3 separate regions of the Gasterosteus aculeatus genome follow, and regions 1 and 2 are each linked to region 3. The links are chromatin contacts, called in public Hi-C maps. All regions are on one chromosome and are shown on one strand. The core of a region is the stretch at or near the end of the contact, and the rest is flanking DNA. Distances in the headings are between cores, read along the strand shown.

Region 1 (2,700 bases), core at 187-2,686, 150 kb after region 3:
ACGGATCTTGCCCTTGACAACATGGCTCCAATCATTTGGAAGGATTAGTGCCTTCTTTTTTTTTTTTTCCCTTCTCTCCCTTTTACTCTCGCTTCAATTAGCACCAACAGTATGTGTGTTAACCATGTGTGTTACAAGACTTGCACACATTTATACCCACGGCCCACTGCGAAAATACAGGCTAAGCCATATAAAAGGTTAAGTGATTATGTAGCCGTAAAGAGAAGCAGGGGTTGTGTGTGTAAAACCGAGGGCTAAAGGCGTCGTCATAATTCAATTCACAATGATTCTGTTCTGCTTAATTTAACAGCGTCTTGTAGCAGCAAAATACACGCGCCAGAACAGGACCTCTTTCTCTAAAACAATATGATTGTATCCATTTTAATTAAATAACAAAAGCCGGGTTGTCAGCAAAGCAGCTGCGCAGACCGGCGAGCGCAGGTGGTGTGTGTGTGTGTGTGTGTGTGTGCGCAGGGCCAAACCATTAAGCCGACTCGGCATCATTTGAAAAGGACTTTGCACTTTCTTATTTAGTTGTTCCCCCCCCCCCAGCCATCAATTAACCTCCCTCATAATACTGCATGTGGAACATATGAATCGATATGAACCGACACGCCGAGGAGAACAAAATAAAGTGCTTTTCCCAGCTCCTCCATGTAGATCCCTCACTCTGTGAGTTGATAAAAGGGCCCTTTTGCGCTGTGCGTTATTAGTTCACAGGCTGTACTGACCTTTCTCTAGCGAGCTTAGAAGTCGACCCGCCCTGGGCCGCATCGCATCGCTCCCTAATAAGACAGCAGAGGGGGAACGGAGGCGTAAGCCGGATTCATGCCCCGCCGTCGCGGCGTCCTGGCAGTCATTTACTCCGGCGCGGGGATTTGATTGATTGGCAGCTCGGCGCGGGGTTTAACCCGCCCACCGCCGCACTTGACGGATGCGTCGCGCGCCGTTCAGGACGTGTCATGCATTCGTTCCGACGTGTACGTTTGTAGCCCCCCCCCCCCCCCCCCCCCCTCCCCCCTCCCGCCGCGGACGTCACATCCCCAACAAGAGCATTGCTGAGCATTTGGAGTGTGTCGTCGTCTCTGTATGGACATCCTGGAGAAAAAGCCCTGATGTGCAGTTCCGTGGTTATTGAGGCCGTGGGGCCCGTCGCTCCTAGTGGCCCCCCAGGCTGACTTAAAGAGCCCCACTGACGTCCTGACAAAGAGGTGGAAATCAGTCTGCGATTTGTCAGGCAGCAGGGCTTCGCAAGGGTTAAACTTCCTCCTGTCTGGCCATAACCCCCCCCCCCCCCGCCTCCTTTCTTCTCATGGCCAGCTCCTGCAGATGTTGACTGTTAAAAAATCTTCCTGCCTGGCCTCAGCTGGGCTATAGCAACACATGATGTCATCTAGACACCCCCCCCCCTCCCCCCTCCCCGCTCACATGCGACCGATAATCCACTCCAGAACAGTCTCGGGCTGCTTGTGCGTGTGTGTCTTTCCCCTCGGCTCCATTGTTCTGTCCGTCGTCCTGCTCGTTTCTGCATCAAATGATCTCTACCAGGCGCGTCGGCTTCCACGTCCTTCCACGTATGCCTTGCTTCCCATCTTTCTTTCTTTCCGTCCCCAGCGAAGTATTTAAACTATCTCCGGTCGCTGCGCCGCTGCTTCGTATTTCCCATCGCTCATCATCACCCCCTCGCCATCCTTCTTTGCCACCAGACCGAATAATTAAAGGGAGCAAAGAGACAGACTGGGAGAGCCGGTCCCACTGAGCCCTCCTGTGGCAGGAGGCGGCCACAGCAAACCCAGCAAAGAGGCTTTCTGAACAACTGCTACTTTTTTTGCTTTCACATTGAACCGTGTGTTGATTTGGCATAAATGAAACGTGTGGAAATAAATTAGTTTGATATTTGTTTGTGTGGATTACGTTGGACGCCCGTACTGCTGTGCAGCCTGGCTTCAGTCTGTCTGCACGTCTCTTTCCTCTCCCCACTCATCAACACCCCGTCGTTATTCCCTCTCCCCTGCTCACCCCGGTGTGTGTTGGAGGGGAATGATTGACGGAGGCAGGGTTAGGTTTCAGGCCCCCCCCCCCCTCCCGTCCCCCTTATCTTTTAATGGCCTGGTCTTTGTGTCGGCCCGCCGCCACCTGAGACGAACACAATACAATACATGAGCAGGCCCCCATATACACACACAACTGTGACACGAGAGCCCTTCAAAGGCAAACCTGTCAATGGACCGGCTGCCCCCCCCCCTGCGGTGCCCAGACTGTGATTGATAACTTCATCCCTCCTCCTCTAATGTTTTCTGTGGTTCACTTCCAGCTGTTCTGGACAGAAAGCCACACAGCAGCGATTCATTTACGAAAGGACTCCATGATGTCTGCCCCGACTTTGCATGCATCGTTTGGCTATTAGAGAATACAAACAAAAGGAGAAAATAATTTCAACCTTTTGTGTTCATATTATTAAAGAAATGTCTTATCAACTAATTCAGATATTGGCATCCACACATCTTTTTAATTTTCCAAGATGTCCAAACACCGTAGCTCTCTCCATCTGCCTCCCTGCATCCCTCCCTTTCTCTCCGTCCGTCAATGTCTTTCCCAGTCTCTCACTCAAACACACACTCATTGGAGGGAAGGGAATGAGAAACTCCTGGCAGCGCTGAAAGTGGGCCATGAAAACAAACATATGAGAGAGAGAGAGAG
Region 2 (2,700 bases), core at 99-2,598, 190 kb after region 3:
GCTCCTTAAAGTAGAACAGCGTTTATTAACTTCAACAATACTAATCAGATCAATAGCATTTGAAATCAACAAAAGCTATTATGCGATATCCTAATATTTGACAAGCGCTGAACTCCTGACTCTCCACAGAATGTGTAAACAGTTTATATTTACAAAAGATGGAGCGACCTACATTATAGTTGTGGTTACAAATTCAGTGACGCGTTAATGAAAGAAGCTGCCTCTTAATTATTATAAGTTCTTCCGGTCAAAAAATGCAACTGCTTTGAAAATATAATTTAATTTACTTTTTACATCACACGCATGAATTAAATGTCTTAGTTCTACACATCAGCCATTGTAACTTCCCGAGGCAGCATGGTACACATGGTTGACACATGGTGACGCTGCCCGTCACAACATGTTTTAGCACAGCGAGTTATGCAGTGCTAATTATGCAGAATTACTGAATTACATAATTAAAGAGACATGAGATGTTAATAGATGAATCCTTTGATGTAAAAGTTAATAGGAAAATGGGAGAAACGCTAAATTTGGCCCTGCCAGCTGGAGACCTATATATATAAAAGTATGAAACAATAAGCTGGACGTGTGCTGATCTGTATGGCAAGTGGCCGGTGTGGATTCTACCGAAAAACGTTGCCACATTTCCACATCGCCTCGCTTTCTATTGTGAACTAAAGGAAGCATGCAAGGGACTCATGGTGACTTGTTAAAATGATTCATAGTGTGAATTCACAATGCGTTATGTTTCTGTGCTCTATGAAGAATGTTTCCTGCCTTTGTGCCCAACGCATTACAGGGGAGACTGCAGGCTGCAGTAACTGTAGTCACAGGCAAGAACACGCTGGGACATGGGCATGAAATAGATGTAATACGAGTAGTGCATTATCTAACGTTTAACACGCAGCTTGATGGCAGACATTGCAATTATATATTTACTGTAAATAACAAAAAGCTATATCGCCGTGGTTAACGAGAGCTGTCCGGTCTTCATCACATCACTTGATCTCACGTGCTACATGTTCTATACATCAACCAACGCTCCTCTCTTAATCATGATCACAGGGCCTATTCCAGCAGTCGCTAAAGGGATTGATAAAAATCAAATTACTTTTAAAAGAGCTCATAAATGTAATGTTGTCAAAACACTAAACAGCGGACAGTTCAAACCAGTCAACCAACCTGTTGCCTTATATTCATTTCAGTCAAACAATAGTGGGGGCACGTGCTTTGTAAAATGATTAATATGTGGCCTCGGGCTTCGTTGCGTCCACATTGCGTATCACATGCCCTTATAGCAGTGTTGGCAACTGTCGCAGTCACCAGGATGTGTGCCAATTTAGACCTGGGCCAAAACAACACATCAGAAAGGCACAACTGTCCCTGCACTTGCATCTGCAATACACAGACTGCCCATAACATGGGTACACATCATTCCTCCATTCAGCAGCACAATGCATCCGATTTGAGTGCGTAACCAGTAACAGCTGGAGTTGTTCTTCCAAAGAGCTGGTGAGGACTACTCAACTACTCACACCGACAACCGACTGCAATTACATTCATGCTATTTAGTCAGAGATGAAATAGGATTTGTATGCACGAGTGCGCAGGCGATGTACTGCCTCTGTTCCCCATTTCAAATGCTCTCTCCCCCTCTTGAGGCACCGCTACGTAGAAAGCACTGAATATGCTTTAATGTGTAACCAGACGCAGCTTGTCAGCTTTTAACTAGGCTTGTCTGACCATCTTTTCTTTGCCCATCAGCCACAAGCCTCGTAATAAATTGATTCTGCACACCAGAGATCTTTGAGGATCGGCGTAGACAACAAAGCGAGGCCTGACGGCAGACTTGAGAAGTACTTAGGGCATGTGAACAGCAGCGAGAGAGGAGTGATAGATAAAATGGGTGAGATACGGCAGTGATGTCTTGTTTGCCTGCAGGGCAGAGGTTCACTTCATAGATTTCCCCCACGAGTCTTTGCACCCTACCCGCTTGTGCTGATGTGTGATCCTGATCCTGCCGCTGGAAAAGAAAGTGCAGATTCTGCTTTGGTGTGAGTGCTGCGACTGAGAGGTCTCAGGGTTTACCAGACATCGACTAATGGGACACGACAGGCTCCTTGGGCAAATCACCGACCTGTCACCTGCTCACAGAGTGAACAGAGTCGCACCCACAAAGATACATAGAAATCCCAGTTTGAAATAACGACATGTTTTGACAAAAGGATTTTAAAACGGTCAATGCTCACTTCTGAATAGGTAGTCAGGTATGATGACTATCCTTGACAGGAGTGAAAAGAAGGAATGACACACACACACACACACACACACACACACACACACACAGAGCTGAAACGTTGTCATCTGCAATGCGGCCGACTTTAGCATTGAGCCATTTTGGCAGTAAGCTTGTTCCCGATTCAAACTGTCGCTATAATCCACATTTGTTCACGCTATCCCAGCTTTTGCTAATGTGCTTCTATGGATTTCAGTTTAGCAAAAAAAAAAAAAAAAAACACTTTTGAAAAGCAGTTTAGAGGGATTTTTGTCTGGAGATGGAAAGAGATAATACTGCTGCAAAACAGAGGATGGTGCTTCATCTGAACTATTTAAAAGGAAACATTCTTTTAACTGTAGGCCGGTGAGCCGCCTGATATTAGACATCATGATTACGGCATGCTACATAATGGGCAGCCT
Region 3 (2,700 bases), core at 108-2,607:
AAACAGTCGAAATAGTTCCCGTTTTGTTCCCGCTTCGTGCATCGGACACGTGTGTTTTTATCTGGCAGGACTATAAAGTCACACGCGCTACAGTCAGCTCGTCACAAACTATTTAAAAAACAAAAACGGTCTCTCGGAGCGGAGACAAACGTATCAAAGTGATGTCCAATGTCTGAAAGTAGTTCTGGTGCGTTTGATGAGGTCCGAAAGAGAAAAAAAGGGTCAAAATTCACTTAAAGTTCGCGCACATTTTGTAGAAGTCGGTTGTTTTTATCACAAAAACCGACAAAACAGCCAAATCGCACTGTTAAATCCACTTAAGTGGTTGACTTAATTCATGGCACCATTGCAGCGTCACAAACTACCCAAAAAGCGACGGATAGACGCAAAGTTGTGTAGCGCAAAAGAAACGCGGTGAAAGCAACAATGTTGCAAAAAACATCCGATTGAAAAAGATATTTTAATCACAACAACCAGTCAAAGGCTCGGTTGTTACTGCCCCCCCACCCCCCCAAAAAAGCTTCGTGACAGGGAGGGAAAGAGCCAAATCAGCACAATCTGCACGCTCTGAAATAAGAAGACAATAATAAGTGCCACATTACGGAAACATTCAGAAAGCGAAGTAGAGCTTCGCCGCACAGAGAAGATTCATTTTAGTTTTCATCCAGTTGGTCGGATTGAACTGCAGCAGACGACCATGTGAACGCTTCAATCCTCTCCTCAAATCCACATTTAAATGACATAAAAACCCGCCCAAGGCTCACCTTGCTCTTCACCTCCACGGCGTTACAATCCGCATTCCGCAGAGGTTGCGATCTATTAAAGCTCCGATTCATTTTTTCTTTTTTTAAAGGTTGCACTTTAAAAAAAAAAAAGGGAGAATTGTTCAGCCGCCTTTGCCCGCAGAAAGAGCGGCTCCGGTCCCGGGATTTCTGCTACCAAAACGCCTTCTTGCTTCGTCCCAGGAAGGAGGAAGTTCGTGTTATTTCACCTCCTGTTTGTTCTTGTGATGCGACCCGCCGGACACGGGAGAGGACTTCACGGCAGAACAGGAGGAGAGCAACTCACCGCGGTGACTTGGGAGTGCGAGTTAAGTTTTGGAATGACATCAGCCCTCGTAATGAAAAAAAAGGGATTCTGTGAGGCCTCCACGTGGTGCTCGTAATTTCGAGCTTCCTCTGCCGATGCCTCGTAGTATACACAACAGTAGCCTAAATATTACATAGACATATATTATCAAGAATACAATGGACAACGTTGTTATTTTCTTTCTTAATACAGTTGTAATACAATGTACAGGTTAATACAATGTACCTTACAAACCAATCACGCCAGATCAACCATGCTTCACCTAGCACATTTTGATTAATGTGGTTTAAAGTATTTAAGGTGGACATATTATTTAATTCTGGACTTAAATCTCCATAATTCCATACATACAATTATTTTTTATGTTTGACCATTTAAAAATAATAATAAAGATTCCGACAGTACGTGAAGGCAACACACCGCACACCGGTCCTCCGGTGCGCCAGAGGACGCATTTCTCAATGCAAATGTTCTCGAAGCCTCTCATTTGAAAATGAGTCATATTTAATAATTATGGACCACAGTGTACATTGGGACCGAGAATAGCATTGGTTTCAACTTAATTATGTGTGCTACACTACGCTTCGGGTAAAGAGAGGCCTCTGGCTGCTATCCTGCTCTACAACATTCCCGGCCCCTGAAGCCACCTGTGCACAACAGCTGCTGCTTGCAATGGCATCCAGTAGCTGCACACTTTTCTTGTACACTCATTCACGAGGAATGGGTGGACCAGTTAGAAACTCCCCAAGCCGGGGAGGCTGAGGCTAGTTGGAGGCTAGTTTCACCCATGCAGGCCGTGAAGGCGTATAGACCCACCTAAATGAGATGTACCCATATTTTCCTCTGGGGTCTTATGAACTATGTGTGGTATTTCTATCTCGGGTGTATCAATGTTTGTGTTTTGTTTCCATTAACGGTTGCAGAGTGAATTTCTGTCGTGGGATTGTATGTTTTGTTCTTTTTTCTCGGGTGGAGGGCACGTTTTTTTCTTCTTCTTCTTATTATTTAAATTTCCGCGGCTCTGTTCATCGATTGAGTGGATTGTGTCACTTGAGGCCAGGAGCTTGCTTTTTGCTGTTTTGATGTCAGTTTCACTTCACTTCCATCGAGTCCATACAAGGAGTCAACCACCCGGAAGCAGAATCGGATCAGAGTGGAGTGTGACTGTGAGTATCTCACTGCGTTGTGTTTTTACCGGTCAGTAAATCTGAAAAGATATTTCTGTCGTCTCACAGCAACAAGTTCTGCTAAATATTGTACTTTATAGCCACAGTGTTTTCATCTGAGTAGGGACTATATGGTACACGGGTGCATCCCACATTATTGAAGTATGCCTTTGGGGTGTTATTTTAGGGTACAAAGTTCGGTGAAGTTGACCCCTGGGATCTTTTTCTGAACCAGAGTTTATGTCACTGGTGTTTATTACAGAAAGTGGGCTGCACTAGTCCAATCTTAAATTGACTAATGATCGACAATGATTACAATGCTAACCCCCGGAAATATTTATTGCTTACTATGAAAAACCAGAATTATATTGTTGCTGCATCTTATTTTCCTTTTATATATACATATTTATTCAGGGATATTATTTAAGCAATAACATAAGAATGA

The links. Hi-C and Micro-C count contacts between places; a contact is called where the count stands out from the background.
Region 1: a contact with region 3 is called in a Hi-C map of liver, with 4 times the contacts expected there. The contact joins the enhancer-like site here to the promoter of pard6gb in region 3. A contact is called at or near these places in 5 of 6 Hi-C or Micro-C datasets (liver, skeletal muscle, tail fin and 1 more).
Region 2: a contact with region 3 is called in a Hi-C map of skeletal muscle, with 6 times the contacts expected there. The contact joins the enhancer-like site here to the promoter of pard6gb in region 3. A contact is called at or near these places in 3 of 6 Hi-C or Micro-C datasets (skeletal muscle and whole body).

Annotation. Positions count from the first base shown.
Region 1 is chr10:7,303,522-7,306,221 of fGasAcu3.hap1.1, reverse strand. The region is part of intron 7 of jarid2b (jumonji and AT-rich interaction domain containing 2b); the gene reads left to right. Among protein-coding and RNA genes, the nearest start is that of LOC120826105, 29 kb to the left of the region's middle. Within about 2 kb of position 1,436, at least 2 of the 9 cell types and tissues checked have open chromatin away from gene starts, as enhancers often do.
Region 2 is chr10:7,255,774-7,258,473 of fGasAcu3.hap1.1, reverse strand. No RefSeq gene overlaps it. Among protein-coding and RNA genes, the nearest start is that of mylipa, 12 kb to the right of the region's middle. Within about 2 kb of position 1,348, at least 1 of the 9 cell types and tissues checked has open chromatin away from gene starts, as enhancers often do.
Region 3 is chr10:7,450,170-7,452,869 of fGasAcu3.hap1.1, reverse strand. It overlaps pard6gb (par-6 family cell polarity regulator gamma b), which reads right to left and starts at 1,357. Exons shown (of 3, transcript XM_040189249.2): 1 at 765-1,357. The coding sequence starts at 836.